Linked DNA regions of Sus scrofa: region 2 is linked to region 1. The links are chromatin contacts, called in public HiChIP or PLAC-seq maps. All regions are on one chromosome and are shown on one strand. Each heading gives the region's core, a stretch centred on a gene start, on an enhancer-like site or on the middle of the called end of the contact. The rest is flanking DNA. Distances are from core to core; before and after follow the strand shown. Region 1 overlaps CEP250 (centrosome-associated protein CEP250). Region 2 overlaps PHF20 (PHD finger protein 20).

What was found. HiChIP or PLAC-seq counts read pairs in DNA pulled down with a chosen protein or histone mark.
Region 2: a contact with region 1 is called in an H3K27ac HiChIP or PLAC-seq map of alveolar macrophages. The contact joins two enhancer-like sites. A contact is called at or near these places in 2 of 2 datasets of contacts at active chromatin or transcription factors (alveolar macrophages and skeletal muscle).

What each region holds. Positions count from the first base shown.
Region 1 is chr17:38,840,822-38,846,629 of Sscrofa11.1, reverse strand. It overlaps CEP250 (centrosome-associated protein CEP250), which reads right to left. Exons shown (of 34, transcript XM_013985307.2): 20 at 2,027-2,194; 21 at 1,486-1,620. Among named protein-coding and RNA genes, the nearest start is that of C17H20orf173, 33 kb to the left of the region's middle. Within about 2 kb of position 2,294, at least 26 of the 83 cell types and tissues checked have an H3K27ac peak or open chromatin away from gene starts, as enhancers often do. A contact at or near this core is called in alveolar macrophages, where this site is marked.
Region 2 is chr17:39,152,102-39,157,909 of Sscrofa11.1, reverse strand. It overlaps PHF20 (PHD finger protein 20), which reads right to left. Exons shown (of 18, transcript XM_021078131.1): 5 at 1-69. The coding sequence starts at 15. Among named protein-coding and RNA genes, the nearest start is that of PHF20, 62 kb to the right of the region's middle. Within about 2 kb of position 3,684, at least 1 of the 83 cell types and tissues checked has an H3K27ac peak or open chromatin away from gene starts, as enhancers often do. A contact at or near this core is called in alveolar macrophages, where this site is marked.

The sequences.
Region 1 (5,808 bases), core at 1,045-3,544:
CAGGGATCGAACCCTCATCCTCATGGATACTAGACAGTTCTTAATCTGCTAAGCCACAACAGGTACTCCCCACTTGGCATTTTAAATACTATTCAACATGCTCCCACTGCCCTTAGAACAAAATTGGAGGGTTCCTGCCTTTGAACTTCATGCTGCCTCCTGTCTGTTCTGAACTGTCCCAGGCCCATTCTGCCCATTTCAGGCCCTTATGACAGCTATTTCCTGTCTAAGCTGTTCTTCAAATGGCTGGCTTCTTTTCTTTTTAATGGTTTTATTGAGATTTATTTCACATATCCTACAATTTACCCATTTAAAGCATATGATTCAATGGTTTTCAGTATATTCTCAGTTGTACAGCTATCACTATGATCAATTTTAGAACACTTCATGACCCCAGAAACACTGTATCCTCCCTAGCCCCATCCTCACTCCCAACCACTCATCTACTTTCTGTTTTTATAGATTTGCCTGCTTTGGATATTTCCTATAAGTAGACTCATACACTGTGTGGCTTCTGGTAACTGGCTTCTTTCACTCAGCATTAACACTTGCGAGGTTCATCCCTATTGTTCTATGGGTCTGGCTCTTTTTAACCTTCACAGCTCAGCTCAAATGTCACTTTCTCAGAGTTCCGGTCGTGGTGCAGCAGAAACGAATCTGACTAGGATCCATGAGGACACAGGTTCGATCCCTGGTCTTGCTCAGCGGGTTAAGGACCGGGGTTGCTGTGAGCTATGGTGTAGGTTGCAGACGTGGCTCAGATCCCGAGTTGCTATGGCTGTGGTATAGGCCGGCAGCTGCAGCTCCAACTGGACCCCTAGCCTGTGAACCTCCATACGCATGGGTGCAGCCCTAAAAAAGCAAAAAAGAAAAAAAGGTCACTTTCTTACTGAGGCCCTCCCTGACCACCTTGTCCAAAGTGGCCTCCTTTAAATCACTCCCAATTATATCATCCTATTCATTTCCTTTACAGCCCTTATCACAACCTATAATTATCTCACTTGTTTTGTGTCTGCTCTGGCACTAAAACATAAGGTCCCAGAGGGCAGGGCCCATGCCTACTGCGTTCACCACAGTGCCACACCTTTCTGTTGGTCAAGTGTTAGCACCTTGCACAGGGTCTGGTGCAAAGAAGTGCCAAAGATGGAGTTCCTATTGTGGCGCAGAGGTTAATGAATCAGACTAGGAACTATGAGGTTGCGGGTTCGATCCCTGGCCTTGCTCAGTGGGTTAACGATCCGGCGCTGCCGTGAGCTGTGGTGTAGGTTGCAGACTCGGCTCGGATCCCGCGTTGCTGTGGCTGTGGCATAGGCCAGCGGCTACAGCTCTGACTATACCCCTAGCCTGGGAGCCTCCATATGCCACAGCAGCGGCCCTAGAAAAGGCAAAAAAAAAAAAAAAAAAAGAAGTGCCAAAGAGCAGGTCAGTATTGAATGAGTAAATCGATGTTCCCTTTTCTTCCCTGCCCAGGACCATCCTCCATACCTGCTCCTTTAACTTCTGAACCTTCATGTCCTGCCTCAGCCGCTCCAGTTGTTGGCTGGCATCTGCCAGCTCCTTCTGGGTCTGCAGCAGTGTCTCCAGGAGGGACATTCTCTCCTTCTCTGTTTCGAGCTGCATCTGGGGAGGGCCAGGAGAGCAAGGGCTTGTTGGGTCAGGGGTCACCATGCTCACTCCCTAGGCCACAAGGACACACCAGCTGCTCTAGGGTTCCTCTGGCAAACGGGGTAGGGGCAGAGGGCAAAGGAAGATCTGGACCCACTGGTTGAGAACCAGGAAGTGTGAAGACTGCCACTGGTTTGCAAGCTGACAGGATGTGGTAAAAGTCAGCCCGCCCTCAGGAAATACGATATACTGAGGCCCTGCAGCTAACAGTACCGATCACCTGCTCATGGGCCGCAGAGTGGGAGCTATGTTCTCTCTTGGAAGGCCCTGCAGCACCTCTCTTGGGAGTGGAAAAGGAAGTGGCCAAAGGTAGGAAGGATATCACAGGGTGGCAGCACAGCCAGTCCTCCCAGCTTCCCACCTGGCGCAGGGTGCTCTCAGCCTCAGCCCGTTCTTCTTCCCTCTGCGTCCGCATGGCCTCTGTTTCTGCCTGCTGCTCCCTCAGCCTCATTTCCAGCTCCGTTTTCTCCCTCTCAAGGCTCTTCAGAGCCTTATCCAGTTCCTGCTGGTGCCAGGCACGCTCTTTCTCCTGGGCACATAAAGTAAACACCACGGGGCCCACATGAGCAAGGAGAGGAGGCAGAAGAACTGGGCTAGAGTAAGAAGTCGACAGCTCTCCTGCTGTGTGACCTTGGTCCCTTGCTCCCTATGCCTGTTTCCTCACCTGTGAGGTGAGGCTAATCCTTGCCTTGCCTACCTTACCAAATTCTATGAGAATCAAATGAGATTTATAAAAGATCAAATGATATAATACACATAAAAGTGTTCTCTAAAGTGCAACTGTCCTTAATAAGAGCTACAAATATCTGTTATTCTAAAGCAACTGCGTCATGGTTGGTTGTAAAAGTGCACTGAGGTGGCAGGCTCGCCGTCTGCTGCCCCCTCCTGGTCAGGATGGCAGGGTTAGCCTCCCAAAAAGCCATGCCGCTCCTAGCTAGGATGTCTCCAACACAAATAAGAGCTTTAGGATGGGGCATCCTGGTCCTCCTAGAGATCCACCAGTGACCAAAGCTTCCCTGATCTCCCAGACCAACCCAGCCTGGCCATCAGGATGTCAGGATGGTGGGAAGGGCTCTGGAGCTGGGCTGCCTGGGTTACAGTCTTTAACCCAACACTACTAGTGTGACCTCAGGTAATTTCTATTGCATCTCTGTGCCTCAGTTTCCTCATCTATAAAAATGGGGATGAGGAGTTCCCGTTGCGGCTCAGTGGGTTAAAAACCTGACTAGTGGAGTTCCCACTGTGGCTCAGTGGTAACGAACCCGACTAGTATCCATGTGGATTTGGGTTCCATCCCGGGCCTTGCTCAGTGGGTTAAGGATCCGGCATTGCTGTGGCTGTGGTATAGGTCACAGGTGCAGCCTGGATCTTGCATCTTGCCGTGGCTGTGGGTAGGCCGGCAGCTGTAGCTCCAATTTGATCCCTAGCCTGGGAATATCCATATGCCATGGGTGTGGCCTTAAAAAGACAAAAAATGGAGATAACAAGAGTATATGCCTATGGTTGCTTTGAGGAGTGAGGCAAGCCACGTAAAGCACTTAAGGTGGTGCTTAGCACACAGAAAGTGCTCAGCAGCTAACAGCTATGGATGTTACCTTTCCTTTAAAATGTATGTAAGTCTGCAGTTACCCACCCAGGAGTGGGAATGCCTCTGGTGCTTAGCCCCTTTCCAACACCGCCTTGTGCACTCTCCCCTCACTTGCTACACTCTGGCTGCATGGGCCTCCTTTCAGGTCCTTGAAAACACCACACATCTCCACTCCTTAAGGCCTTTACTCATGCTTTCCTTCTACCTGGACCACTCTTCCCACCCCATGGCCATTCACAGCTTAAATAACACTTCTTCAGGGACACCTTCCTAGGCCATATACTCAAAACGGTCCCCCTTGTTATTCTTCTAACACCCAGCACTTTTTCTTCATAGAACTTCCATAATCCCTTACTCACTCATTTAATACCTATGCTCCCCCAAGATTTTAAGCTCCATTAGGAGAACTACATGGACTTCACTCTCAGCTATATCCTCAACACCCAGCACTGTGCCTGACATACAGTAAGTACTCAACATTGCTCGAATGAATCACACTTCAGCTACTGGACTCTTAAGATGCTTAAGAACATCAATTTATAACACCACAGTTACAGAACAGCTATGACTATCAAATGGCACACTCTGGTTCAAGAGGCCAACTGTAAGAATATGGGAAAGATGAATTTTCTTTCCTTTTTTTTTTTTGCATACGGAGTTGCCAGGCCAGGGATCATATCTGAGCCACAGTTGTGACCTATGCCACAGCTGTGGTAATGCAGGATCCTTAACCCACTGTGCCAGGTGGGGGATCAAACCTACATCCCAGGGCTCCAGAGATATTGCTGATCCCATGGTGCCAGAAACCCCAGAAAGATGAATTTTAATAGTAGTAAGTACTTTTACAAAAAACTTGACTTATGGAGTTCCCACTGTGGCACAACAGGATTGGTAGTCTCTGGAGCTCTGGGATGCAGGTTCGATCCCCTGCCGGGCACAATGGGTTAAGAATCCTTCATTGCCGCAGCTGCGATTTAGGCTGAAATTTTGGCACAGATCTGATCCCTGATCCGGGAACTCCATATGCCTTGGGGTGGCCAAAAAAGAAAAAAAAAAAACAAAAAAAACCCAAAACTGATTTATTTGCTCATGAGTTAGCGGTGTGTCATAGCTACCAGAAGAGCTAACTCTGTGATGCCCAGGAAGTAACAGTCAAGTGTTGCTGGTTAGAGTGGATCAGAATACTCTGCACTCTGGTTCATGTGTGATGTGCAACATGTCTAGAGGAAAACAGCCATGCTGAGGGAGGAACTTGAAAGCATGGGGAAAAAAATGCTTCCTCCTAAGATTAGAGAAGATATCAGAATAAAGTATATTAGTCCAAAAAAATAAAAAGCAAATTTCAAGCAAATATAAGACTGATTTTGTTCAGGTAATAGATTTTGGCTCAACATAAGGAATAATTTGTTTCCTTCTTTTCTTTCTTTCTTTCTTTCTTTTTTTTTTTGTCTTTTTAGGTCCGCACCTGCGGCATATGGAAGTTCTCAGGCTAGGGGGTCAAATCGGAGCTGTGGCTGCTGGCCTACGCCACAGCCACACCAGATCTGAGCCACATCAGATCCAAGCCACATCTGTGACCTACACCACAGCTCACAGCAATGCCAGATCCTTAACCTAATGAGCGAGGCCAGGGATCAAACTTGTATCCTCATGGATACTAGTCGGTATCTTAATCTGTTGAGCCTCAGTAGGAACTCTGCAAGGAATAATTTTCTAATAGCTAGATCTATCTAAAAAGAAATGGGCAGCTATTCATGGAATACAACAGAAGCCAAGCAACCCTCAGAAGGGATGTTGTCGAGTGGACAGAGCAGAGATGCTGAGAAATGGTTAATCTCTGCTGTACCACTTATTAGCGAGGTAACCCTGAGTGCCTTCTCTAAGTCTCAGTTTCCTCAGTAGGTGCTTGTGTAGACTATTTAAATAATGTGAATGGCATTCAATATGGCAGCTGGCATGGGAAGTACCCAATAAGTATCCACTATCACTACTATGAAAGCAGATTCAGGCATGGAGAATATATAACCCCTAAGAGTTTTTCTAATTGTTAAGATTCCAGGAGAAGGAAGTCATCATTAAAACTAACAGACTCTTGGAGTTCTCTTGTGGTTCAGTGGGTTAAGGATCTGATATTGTCACTGCAGTGCCTTGGGCTGCTGTGGTGGCATGGATTTGATCCCTGGCCCAGGAACTTTCACATGCCGAGAGTGCAGTCAACAAAAAACCAAAAAAGAGACTCTCAAGAGTTATGAGGGCAATCAACCCTCTCAATCAGTAGAGGGATCACAAAGTCAATCAGAAGCCAAGGGGATTCTATGAATAAGAAGAAAAGAAAGATGGAAGAGGACCTCCTATGCAGGTGTAGCCATGAGATGGTCAGTCCTTCCACGGAAATCAAGGCCACGTCAGGTGTAAGTCATCACTCACAAGTTTTATGCCTTCTTTTACCTGTAAGGTTTTCAGTGGGTGGTATGCCTGATTTTTTGCTGAGAAACCGAACTGCCTCTGGACACTGGTCATTCAATAAATATTTTCAAATACCTACCGTATCTAGA
Region 2 (5,808 bases), core at 2,435-4,934, 310 kb before region 1:
AAAAAGCTTTGACATGAATATGTTTGACAGTTTGAACTACTCCATCATAAAATTTCACAGTGTAAGTACCTAGAATTCAAAAATATACCATGATTTTTTTTTGTAATTTCATGAAAGCTCAAAACTTTTCAAAGCATAAAACACAAAAGTGCTCCAACCATAGCAGTAAATTTGTGGTAATTACAAAATTGTCTAAGGGAGTTCCTGAGGTGGCTCATCGGGTTACAAACCCGACTAGTATCCATGGGGATGCGAGTTCGATCCCTGGCCTTGCTCAGTGGGTTAAGGATCTGGCGTTGCCCTGAGCTATGATGAAGGTCGCAGACATGGCTTGGATCCAATGTGGCTGTGGCTGTGGCGTAGGCCAGCAGCTGCAGCTCTGATTCAACCCCTAGCCTGGGAACTTCCACATGGCGCAGGTATGACCCTAAAAAGCAAAAAAAAAAAGTTTAAGAATCACATTCAATCTTACATATGTCCAAGATAATAGTATCCCTGCTTTTTCTCTTTTTCTCTTTACAAATCTTTTTATCTATACAGACCAAAATCCATCAGAAAAAAATCACTTCTGGGGAGTTCCCATAGTGGTGCAACAGAAATGAATCTGACTAGGAACCATGAGGTTGCAGGCTTGATTCCTGGCCTTGATCAGTGGGTTAAAGATTTGGCATTGCCGTGAGCTATGATGTTGGTCGCAGATGTGGCTTGGATCTGGCGTTGCTGTGGCTGTGGTGTAGGCCGGCAGCTGTAGCTTCGATTCGACCCCTAGCCTGGGAACCTCCATATGCCATGGGTACGGCCCTACCAAAAAAAAAAAAAAAAAACTCATTTTCATGACGCTTCGTAAAAATTAAATTTACACTGATTTTAGGAATTCCCATAGTGGCTCAGTGGTTAATGAATCCGACTAGGAACCATGAGGTTTCGGGTTCGATTTCTGGCCTTGCTCAGTGGGTTAAGGATCCGGCGTTGCCATGAACTGTGGTGTAGATTGCAGACACGGCTCAGATCCTGTGTTGCTATGGCTCTGGCGTAGGCCGGTGGCTATGGCTCCGATTCGACCCCTACCCTGTGAATCTCCATATGCCGCAGAAGCGGCCCTAGAAATGGCAAAAAGACAAAAAAATAAAATAAAATTACACTGATTTTAGACAAAGAAAAAAGAGCAGTAAAATAATTAAGAATGTAAGAAAACACCAACAATGAACTATCAAAAAGAGAAATTAAGGTGTTAAACAGTTGGTGAAATGTAAATTGGTACAGCCACTTTGGAAAGTTTCTCAAAAAACTAGAAATAGAACTATCATATGACGCAACAATTCCACTCCTTGGTACATGTCTGAAAAGAACAAAAACACTAATTCAAAAAGATACCTGCACCCCCATGTTCATAGCAGCACTATTTACAATAGCCAAGATATGGAAGCAACCTAAAGTGAACACCAGCAGACGACTCGATAAAGAGGTGCTGTATCTCTATCTCTATCTACGTCTGTGTCTATATCTACAGACACATTATGGAATACCACAAAGCCATAAAAAAAGAATGAAATCTTGCCATTTGCAACAACATAGATGGACTTGGAGACCATTATGTAAAATAAGTCAGAGAGAGACAAATACTATATGATCTCACTTATATGTGGAATTTAAAAAAAAACAAACTAGTGAATATGACAAAAGAGAAGCATTCACAGATATAGAGAACAAACTAGTGGTTTATTGGTGGGGAGAGGGAAAGAGGGAGAGGCAATACAGGCGTAGGGAACCAAGAGATACAAATAACTATGTGTAAAATAAACTACAAGGATATACTATACAATACAGGGAATACAGACAATATTTATAAAACCAATAAATGGAGTATAACTTTTAAAAATTCTGAATCACTATATTATACACTTGAAACTTATATAATATTGTACATCAAATATACTTCATTAAAAAAAAAAAAGTGACACACCAGGTTAAGGATCCCATGTTATCACTGCAGCAATTTAGGTTGCTGCTGTGGTGTGGGTTTGATCCCTGGCCCAGGAACTCACACAAAACAAAATGAAACAAAACAAAAAAAGGATGCTAAAGAAAATGCAGATTGATTTATTTGCTTGGTGAATTATTAATGTTTATCAATTAATCTTTATTTTTTCTGGGCTCAGGGATAGTAATATCTTTAAAAGCTTCAAAAGAAACATGACTATCTAAAGGTATTATGTTTTTAGAGGTCAGATTAATCTCAAAAATCCGTATGAATTACCTGCATGTTACAATATTTAAAAACAGAGACTAGGCCAAAGTAGTAAAAGGTGTCTGCTACACTGTCAATTTTACTAGTTTTATTCCATTAAAAAATATATAGTCTGGGAGCTCCTGTCATGGCTCAGCAGTTAATGAACCTGACTAATATCAATGAAGACACAGTTCGATCCCTGGCCTCACTCAGTGGGTTAAGGATCCAGAGGTGCCGTGAGTTTCAGTGTAGGTCACAGACGAGGCTTGGATAGTGCGTTGCTCTGGCTGTGGTGTAGGCCGGCAATTGCAACTCTGATTCAATCCTGGCCTGGGAAGCTCCATGTGCTGCGGGTGTGGCCCTAAAAAGCAAAAAAATTAAAATAAAAAATAAAATATAGTCCTACAAAAAGTCACTCTCTACTAAAATATTAAAGCTGGAAATCCAAATAATCTTATCCTCCCAAACAAGGAATCCAGCTACAAAAGTTCTCATTAGTTGCATCCAAACACACACTGTCAAGCTTTGCCCTTTTTTTTTTGTCTTTTTAGGGCCGCACCCATGGCATATGGAAGTTCCTAGGCTTGAGGTCAAAACAGCTGCAGCTGAGGCCTCCACCACTGCCACAGCAACACGGAATCTGGGCCGCATCTACAACCTACGTGCAGCATGCAGCAACACCAGATCCTTCACCCAGAGATCAAATCAACATCCTGACAGACACTATGTTGGGTTCCTAACCTGCTGAGCTACAATGGGAACTCCAGGGAGTTCAAAATACAAACTCTGGGAGTGTGAAACAGAAATGCATGTTGTTGTGGGGGTTTTTTTTGGTTTTTTTTTTTTTTTGTCTTTTTTAGTGCTGCACCTGAGGCACACGGAGGTTCCCAGGCTAGGGGTCTAATCAGAGCTACAGCTGCCGGCCTATGCCACAGCCACAGCAACACCAGTTCCGAGCCACATCTGCAACCTACACCATAGTTCATGGCAACGCCGGATCCTTAACCCACTGAGTGAGGCCAGGGATCGAACCCGCAACCTCATGGTTCCTAGTCGGATTTGTTTCCACTGCACCATGACGGGAACTCCAGAAATGTATGTTTTAATAAGTTCTTCAGGTGACTCTGGTGCACACTGAAGTCTGAGAACTATTGTCATAAACAATTACTAATTACCTACTGATTTTACTCCTAGTAATTACAAAATAAAAAGCGATTATTTGTCACAAGTGTCACCAACACAGAAAGAAATGGCTAGCAAACAAAACAGATACAAGGATATATAGCTGGCTTTATATAGGTGTGTATATATACGTATTTATATAAATATAATTGGTTAAAACAAGCAATGAGATGAAAGCTATGATAAAAGATTCCACATGAGGCAATAACTGATGACTACTTACAACAAAGGCCTGAGTTCCTGTTTTCCTGCTTCTATTGTGAGGGTGTTGGCAAGCAAAGAAGCAATAATAGGCAATGCTGTGGAACTCTAAACAAACCCTTTTCATGCAACCATAGCAAAGCTCTGGCCAGTCTGAGGACAGGTTTGGGTTGGGGACTTTAAGAATCCAATTCTCGAGAAAACTTAAGTGTGCCAACCAGCCACCCAAGCCTTGTTTCCACTATTTTGTCAACAAAGTTCAGCATCAGGTACATCAATTTGTCCATTTTTACAGACATTTCAAATATCCAGAAGGACAACATAAATAATATTAACCAAAAGTCCAACATTTTCCAGGTCAATTTTGAAAGCTTACTCCTGACGGCAGGCTCAGAATGGAGTCCTTAGATGAAGGGATGTGCGCCAAGCGCCATGTTAGTCTAACACAGGGCTAGAAGCAAAACCCAAGCCTATCTGCAGACCTCTGATTAATTCTTCTCCCATCACCCACACTGTCTAGTCCCAGAGTCTCTCGGCCTAAATTCTAAACCAGACCCAAGTACCACTGGCCACTCTAAAATGAACCAATCTACAGCCAAAAGTGTGCAAGCACCACTATCCTTAGATAACAATATCCCAGCTCTGACCCTTTTCTACTTCAAAAGAACTACAAGGGATCATCTTGAAACCTTCTCCCTTAATCATGCACACAGCCTAACATGGGCTTCAAAAATCAGAGGGAACAAAATGACCATGGACAACAGTGGCCCAGCCTCACTTCTGGAGAGAGGCCCCCAATCTAATGGCCACAGAATCCTCCCATGGGAGCCTGGCAACAGAGGTCCCCCTTCGCCACAACATCATCTAACAAAAAACATATAAATGACAAAATTTAAAAAAAGAGCATTCACGACACAAATGCCACCTGCATCAGGTTCCCTTAAGAAGTTCCTATCTTGGGGAGTTCCCATCGTGGCACAGCAGAAATGAATCCAACTAGGAACCATGAGGTTGCAGGTTCGATCCCTGGCTTCACTCAGTGGGTTAAGGATCTGGCGTTGCTGTGTGAGCTGTGGTGTAGGTCGCAGATGCGGCTGTGATCTGGTGTTGCTGTGGCTCTGGCGCAAGCCAGCAGCAACAGCTCCGATTAGACCCCTAGCCTGGGACCCTCCATATGCTGTGGGTATGGCCCTAAAAAAAAAAAAAAAAAAAAGAAGTAGTACCAGATGAAATGAAGCTTCCTAGCCTTGAGCTTCTTGGCGTTAAGAACTCAGTGTATCAGACAACGTTACAGAGGTCAGTAATAGCAGTAATAGCAGAAGGGATGTAAGAACAAAAAGCAGAAGGGATGTAGCAAGCTCTTCTTCCCTAGGAACAAGGAAAGAGGAACAAAGGTGACTGGAAAGGACAGATTTCTGCTGCTCTTGAAATCTACAAAATTGTGACTTTAGGGCCCTTTTTCTATCCCACTCATTCTCCAAGAGTCAGAAAATTCAATAATACTATAGATAGGAGTTTTCAAACATAATATCTCCAAGTCCTGAAGTTTCTTCCCATAGATGTGCCTCAGGGGGTGGACAGAGGGATGAATAAGCACACAGTTGCAGGCGAATCTCCCTTTAACTAATTTCCTCTTAGCAATTTTACATGATAAGCTTCTGAGGCCAACAATTTCCAAAAATGCTCATTTATTCCAATTCCTTCTTCCACTTCTAACTAACTGCTCAAGTGGGTCCATACCAAGGAGAGTGACCTGCCTGTAATCACCCAGCAGGGACTGGGACAGAGCTTAGCTTCCATCAGGGCTCTCAAGACACCATCAGGCTCCAGAAAGTACAGACAATCCACACCTACTATACCATATCAGACGCATGTACACACATGCCCGCCAGCAAGCACCCGGCCCTGACAACTCCTGTTGTTTAAGGAAAACCCTGCTCCAGAGAAGCAGCCTTGCACTGTAGAACTGCAGTTTCATGAACCTTGGAGTCCAAGGATCTCCATTCAGATCTCAGCTCTATTTTTTTTTTTTTTTTTGGTCACACCAACAGCATACGGAAGTTCTCAGGCCAGGAACTGAACCCACAACACAGCAGTGACCCAAGCCAATGCAATGACAATGCCAGGTCCTTAACCACTGCACCACAAGGGAACTCCTCAGCACTACCATCTATGTTTGTGCTCTGGAACTTACA